Regions from separate parts of the Mus musculus genome. Here region 1 is linked to region 2. The links are chromatin contacts, called in public HiChIP or PLAC-seq maps. All regions are on one chromosome and are shown on one strand. Each heading gives the region's core, a stretch centred on a gene start, on an enhancer-like site or on the middle of the called end of the contact. The rest is flanking DNA. Distances are from core to core; before and after follow the strand shown. Region 1 overlaps Ube4b (ubiquitination factor E4B). Region 2 holds the start of Cenps (centromere protein S).

Evidence for each region. HiChIP or PLAC-seq counts read pairs in DNA pulled down with a chosen protein or histone mark.
Region 1: an H3K27ac HiChIP or PLAC-seq map of extraembryonic endoderm stem cells shows a contact between it and region 2. The contact joins the enhancer-like site here to the promoter of Cenps in region 2. A contact is called at or near these places in 1 of 15 datasets of contacts at CTCF or cohesin (pro-B cells), 3 of 484 Hi-C or Micro-C datasets (B cells, bone marrow-derived macrophages and erythroblasts), 2 of 115 datasets of contacts at active chromatin or transcription factors (embryonic stem cells and extraembryonic endoderm stem cells) and 2 of 9 other capture datasets (adipose tissue and liver).

Annotation. Positions count from the first base shown.
Region 1 is chr4:149,404,624-149,407,323 of GRCm38.p6, reverse strand. The region is part of intron 1 of Ube4b (ubiquitination factor E4B); the gene reads left to right. Among named protein-coding and RNA genes, the nearest start is that of Ube4b, 21 kb to the left of the region's middle. Within about 2 kb of position 1,438, at least 77 of the 459 cell types and tissues checked have an H3K27ac peak or open chromatin away from gene starts, as enhancers often do. A contact at or near this core is called in embryonic stem cells and extraembryonic endoderm stem cells, where this site is marked.
Region 2 is chr4:149,136,206-149,138,905 of GRCm38.p6, reverse strand. It overlaps Cenps (centromere protein S), which reads left to right and starts at 1,306. Exons shown (of 5, transcript NM_027263.2): 1 at 1,306-1,430. The coding sequence starts at 1,383.

The DNA.
Region 1 (2,700 bases), core at 189-2,688, 270 kb before region 2:
CCTCCCAAGTGCTGGGATTTAAGGCATGCGCCACCACACCCGGCTTCACCTGCTTCCTTTTAATGGCTTTCATCTTTTTTGAGAAGTCATGCCCTCTTTAGTCCCAATTTTAAATATGCTCCCTTCTGGGAAAAGTGCAGGATTTTCCCATCTTTCTACTTTGCTTTTTAAAATTCCCAGGCCTCACTGTAAACTTAGAAACAGTCAGCAACAGCCACGTGTGTGTCAGCCTAGCTGCTGCGCTCCTGGAGCCCCTCTACCCTTGTCCCCTTCTTCTCCATTCTTCATTTAGTGTTTTTAATACAGTCTTACTGTATCTCAGGCTGACCTCAGCAATGCTCCTGCCTCGGCCTCCCAAGGGATAGGAGTACGGGCAGGCTCCACTGCCTCCCGTTTATATGAGTTTCTTGCAGGTACTCCTAGTTTAACCTCTAGCTCCTTCCATTCTTGTGTGTGTGTGTGTGTGTATGTGTGTGTGTGTGTGTGTGTGTGTGTGTGTCTCAGTCTGTTTACCTGTCTGTGCATCTGTCTCTGTGTGTGTGGAAGCCTATAGATGCCAAAGGTTGTCTCCTATGCTCAGTATCCTTTTATTATTTATTTATTTATTTAGTTTTGGTTGGCCAGAGACTTTTGAGTCCAACAATTCTACCTCAGCTTCCCAAGGGGCTGGTGCTGCAGGGCTATATCTCCTGCCTGGCTGCCTTGCTCTCTTGAAGTCTCTTGCATTCTTGCTTTACAGAATTTTATCTCATGTAGATAGCCAGGCCTGAAATCTATGCTTTCCACTACTTCTTCATGCCTCAATTCCAAAGAATGACCAAGGTTTTTGTTTTTTTGTTTTTTGACCAAGTTCTTTGTAGCACTAATTAAATGTGCCTGGACTTGACCGTCTCTCTTCCATGTCCTTATGCCAGTCTGGTGTCTTGTCCCACCTTCGTGCTCGTCCTCACAGTGACTGCCATGGTCGTCTATCTCAGTTGCTCCTTACCTTCATGAGCAAGTCCAGGGCATCAGGGTGGTGTTGCTAGTGGGCGTGTCTCAGCCTGCCTGCCCTGACTTGTGTCTTGCTTGTCGGGGAAGCAGTGTGGGTTCCTGCAGATCCACCTGCCTCTGACAGTGCACCTCTGTCCTCACCCCAGCGGGTTTCTACCTGCTCTGAAAAAGAAACCCAGTCAGCAGTGAGCACAGCTCAGGCGCTCAGCGTGCTGGGTCTTCACAGTTGTTCCTGGGAGTGACGGAAACATGACACTAAGACACTGTGTAAGAGACTTGAATCCTGAAAACCCAGAAGTGAAGAAAGCAAGATGCTGCTGTCCACACACTGTTGAGCATCCTGGGGAGTGGAAGTATTTATAAGCAGACCACTGTAAGCCACAGTGCAGCTTGCTGAGCTTAACAAAGATGGAGGTTATTTCAGGAATTCAGGAGTTGCCTTCTGCAACTAGGAACAGAAAGATGGCTGAGTCACGCTCCCCAGCTCCTCCATCGCCTCGTCACAGCCTTGCTTGCCCTCTCGTTGCCTCACCTCCATGTCACTCCAGCCTTCTTCCAGACGTCCTAGCTCATGTCCCTCGTATACAGCTGAGCTTGGCTAGAGTATAGACAAGCTCAGTTTCCCCCTACCTGTTTTTTTTTGAAACATGGTGTCAGTAGTACAAGCTAGCCATGAGCTTACTCTCATGCTCCTATTGTAGTGCATGCTGCTAAATTCAGTTCTCAACTTAAAAATAAAAGAGATTTATTTACTTATTTATTTTTAGGTTTTGGTTTTTAGAGACAGGGTTTCTCTGGGTAGCCCTGGCTTTCCTGGAACTCACTTTGTAGACCAGGCTGGCCTCAAACTCAGAAATCCACCTCTGCCTCTGCCTCCCAAGTGCTGGGATTAAAGGCACGTGCCACCACTGCCTGGCGGATTTATTTTTATTTTATGTATATGAGTGATTTGCCAGAATGCTTGTATGTGTACCGTATGCATGTCTGCAGTATCAGAAGTAGCATCAGGTTCCCTGAAACTCGACTTAGAGATGGTTGTGAGCCACCATGTGTGTGCTGGGAACTGAGCCAGCCTCCTCTGCAAGTGCTCTTAACCAGCGAGCCGTCTCGTCTCTCCAGCCCTTAGCTCTCGACTTTGTAATCTGACGATTTTTACATTTACAGAAAGGTTGAATAAATTGCTTTGAATCATCAGCTACTAATGTGTTCACGTTTTCTCTTAGCGTATAAATTAGTGTACACAGACACACTTGGCTTGTGCTGAACTGTTTGCAGGTTTGGTCGCCATAGAGATGTGGGGACTGGGCGGTGGTGCTGAAGGTCTCATTAACAAGCGAGACAGGACCAGAAGGAGCAGGGTGGGCTGCAGAGCAGTTATGTGGACAGGAGCGTGTCAGAAGAGGGGGATTAGTCCTCTTCCCCATGTGCTGTGCGCAGCCTGTGGCAGGCAGTTCCAAGCATCACTTCCCGGTTAGGTAGGGTTTGGAGTTAGTTATGTCTCCGCCCTGTCACCTGGTCTTGGAGGGAAGGTGGGGTGGAACAGGGTGACAGCAAGTGTTTGCAGGTTTTAGAGGTGTAGTATGAGATTTGCACTAGCAGTAGTGTGGATACAGAGGAAATCGGTGCATGTCTTGTAGCAACTGGATTTTTAGTTCAGCTTCTACAAGTCTACTGTAAACCCTGAAAAGCATAGAAACACACTTAGTT
Region 2 (2,700 bases), core at 57-2,556:
GCTACAGCCATTTCGGGGCCAGGCAGACCTCTCTACAGATCCTTTTTTTAATGTCTGAGTGTTTTGCCTGCGTGCATGAATTGGGCTCTTGGAGATCAGAAGAGAGCACTGACTCCTGGAAACAGTAATCATAGACAGGTGTGAACCACCATGTGGGTGCCATGAACCAAATCCTGGTCTGCAGGAACGGCAGCTGTTATTATTGCAGAGCCACCTCAGAGCCTCTCGCTGTATAGCTTGACATAATGGAGAAGCAGCCACTCTTGTCCCTGGTAACGTGAACCACTCGCTCTGAGGGGATAGCGTTTGAGCAGTGATCTCACTGATCACTGATTTGGTGCTGGTGGAAGAGCCATAAAAATCCAAGGTTCCTTGCACGAGGTTGTGTGTGTGAATGGTTCACCATAGAAGGCGCTGCCTTCCATAACTTACATCAACTGGCTATTGGTTTGTGTGAGTGTGAGCACACAGTGGATGTAAGAAAACAACTTTCTGGAGTCAGTTCTGGGAATCAAACTCAGGGCCTCAGGGCCCCAGGCTTGCAGGGCAATGTGTTTTGACCCACAAAACGATCTTTTTTCTCTCTCTTTCTTCTCTCTCTTTCTTCTCTCTCTTTCTTCTTTCTCTTTCTTTCTTTCCGAGACAGGGTTTCTCTGTATAGCTCTGGCTGTCCTGGAACTCACTTTGTAGACCAGGCTGGCCTCGAACTCAGAAATTCGCCTGCCTCTGCCTCCCAAGTGCTAGGATTAAAGGCATGTGCCACCATGCCTGGCTTTCACAAAGCTATCTTGCCAGCCAAGTGCTTTATCATCTGTTAATTGTGGGCTATACACTCTTGCTTTTTTTGTTTTGTTTTGTTTTTTAATTTTAAGGCAAGTTTCACTATGTAGCCCTGGCTGGTCTGGAACTCACAGAGATCCACTGGCCTATGACTCAAGAGTGCTGGGATTAAAAGGGTGCATCACCAGGCCCAACATATATATATTTTTTACTTAAACACTTTTATTTACTTATATATTTATTATGCATATGTGTGTATTTGTGTGTGCATCTGCATGCGGGTACCAAGAGAGACCAAGAGAGAACATTGTGTCCCTTAGAGATGGAATTACACGTGTTTAGTGAGCCACCTGATGTGGGTGGTGCGTCTGGCCGGTGCTCTCAGTGACTGCTAACCAGTGAGCCATCTCACGCACGTTCTTACAGATGCTTGAACCCCGGGTCACACCAACGCTAAGACCCTTCCGCGAGCTGTCGCCAGGGGGCGCGCGCGGGACAGGAAGGAGGCGCTTCGCGCTTTGACCCTCGGCGCCGCCCGTCGCAGAGGTAGCGCGGGAAAGTCTGAGCCGACAGTGGCGCGCCGACCGGGGTTGTCCGCAGTGATGGAGGAGGTGGAGGCTGAGGAGCCGCAGGAGTTCTCTCACCGGCAGGTATAAAATAAATGGGGTCCCAGCAAGGGCAGGACGTGAGGTCCTGGGAGAGGGAAAGGCCCCGAGTCCCTAGCCGGCCTCCGCGTGTGCGCATGCGTCGCTCGGCTGCAAGGAGGGGGTGCGGTCCGCCGAGCCTGCGTCCAGCTCGCCAGAGTCCGGGTGTCCCGGCGCTGTGAGGGTCGGGTGTGGGCGCTACAGAGAGACGATGGGGCTTGGAGGAGCGTTTGCCCAGCATGAGGGAATCTATGGGTTCGAGTCCCAGCACCGCACCTACCGGGCTTGGTGGTGAACGACTGTGACCCCAGCACGGAGCGGGGTGTGTGTGGAAGCGAGAGGCTTAGGGTGGAGGCAGAAGCCAGTTTAGAGTCATTTTCAGCGATATACCGAGTTCGAGGCCAACCGGGATTACGGGAGGCCCTGTCTTAAAGGAGGGCCCGCCCGGTGGTGGCGGCGCAAGTCCTTAATCCCAGACTGAGGCAGGCACATCTCTCAATTGGTCTACAGAGTGAGTTCCAGGACAGCTAAGGCTACACTGAGAAACCCTGTCTCGAAAAACAAAACAAAAACAACAAAACAAAACAAAAACAACAAAACAAAACAAAACAACAAAAGAGGCTGGGGATAGCGCGTGTGAGGGTGAGAGAGATGCAGGAGAGACACACAGACTAATTCAGGGGCTGAGGCAGGAGGATTACGAGTTTTAGATCAGTTAAGTACCTAGAGAGACCCTGTCTCAGGAACAAGCGAGGACAGTGCGTGGGGCTCAGGCCTTTAATTTCAGGAGTCAGAGCGAGCGGTGTGTGTGAGCTTGAGGCTAGCCTGGTTTACATAGTGAGACCTGAGCAGTTCACTAGGACCTGGGAAACGTTGTCTATTCTATGCTGCAGAGCCCGGAGTCAGCCCCTGGCAGGCTGCCCTAGAACCCACCCTCTGGCGTCGGTTGTGATTTCGGGTCCTCTAGTCAGTTAGTCGTGGCCCAAATATAGTTTTCTCCTTTGCAAAGTCGGAATACGGATAACTACTGCACGGGGTGGTGTCAGAGCCAATATTCAGTTGTTTGATGAATCAGAGCTGCCATCTCAGCTGGGAATGATTGTGAGCTCAGGGTTGGGGGTTGCTTCCTTAGGTATCTGCGTCCCATCGGCTGTCTGCCCTGCACTCCTGTTTTAAGAAATTCAGAACCTGGGCTGGAGAGATGGCTCAGTGGGTAAGAGCACCCAACTGCTCTTCTGAAGGTCAGGAGTTCAAATCCCAGCAACCACATGGTGGC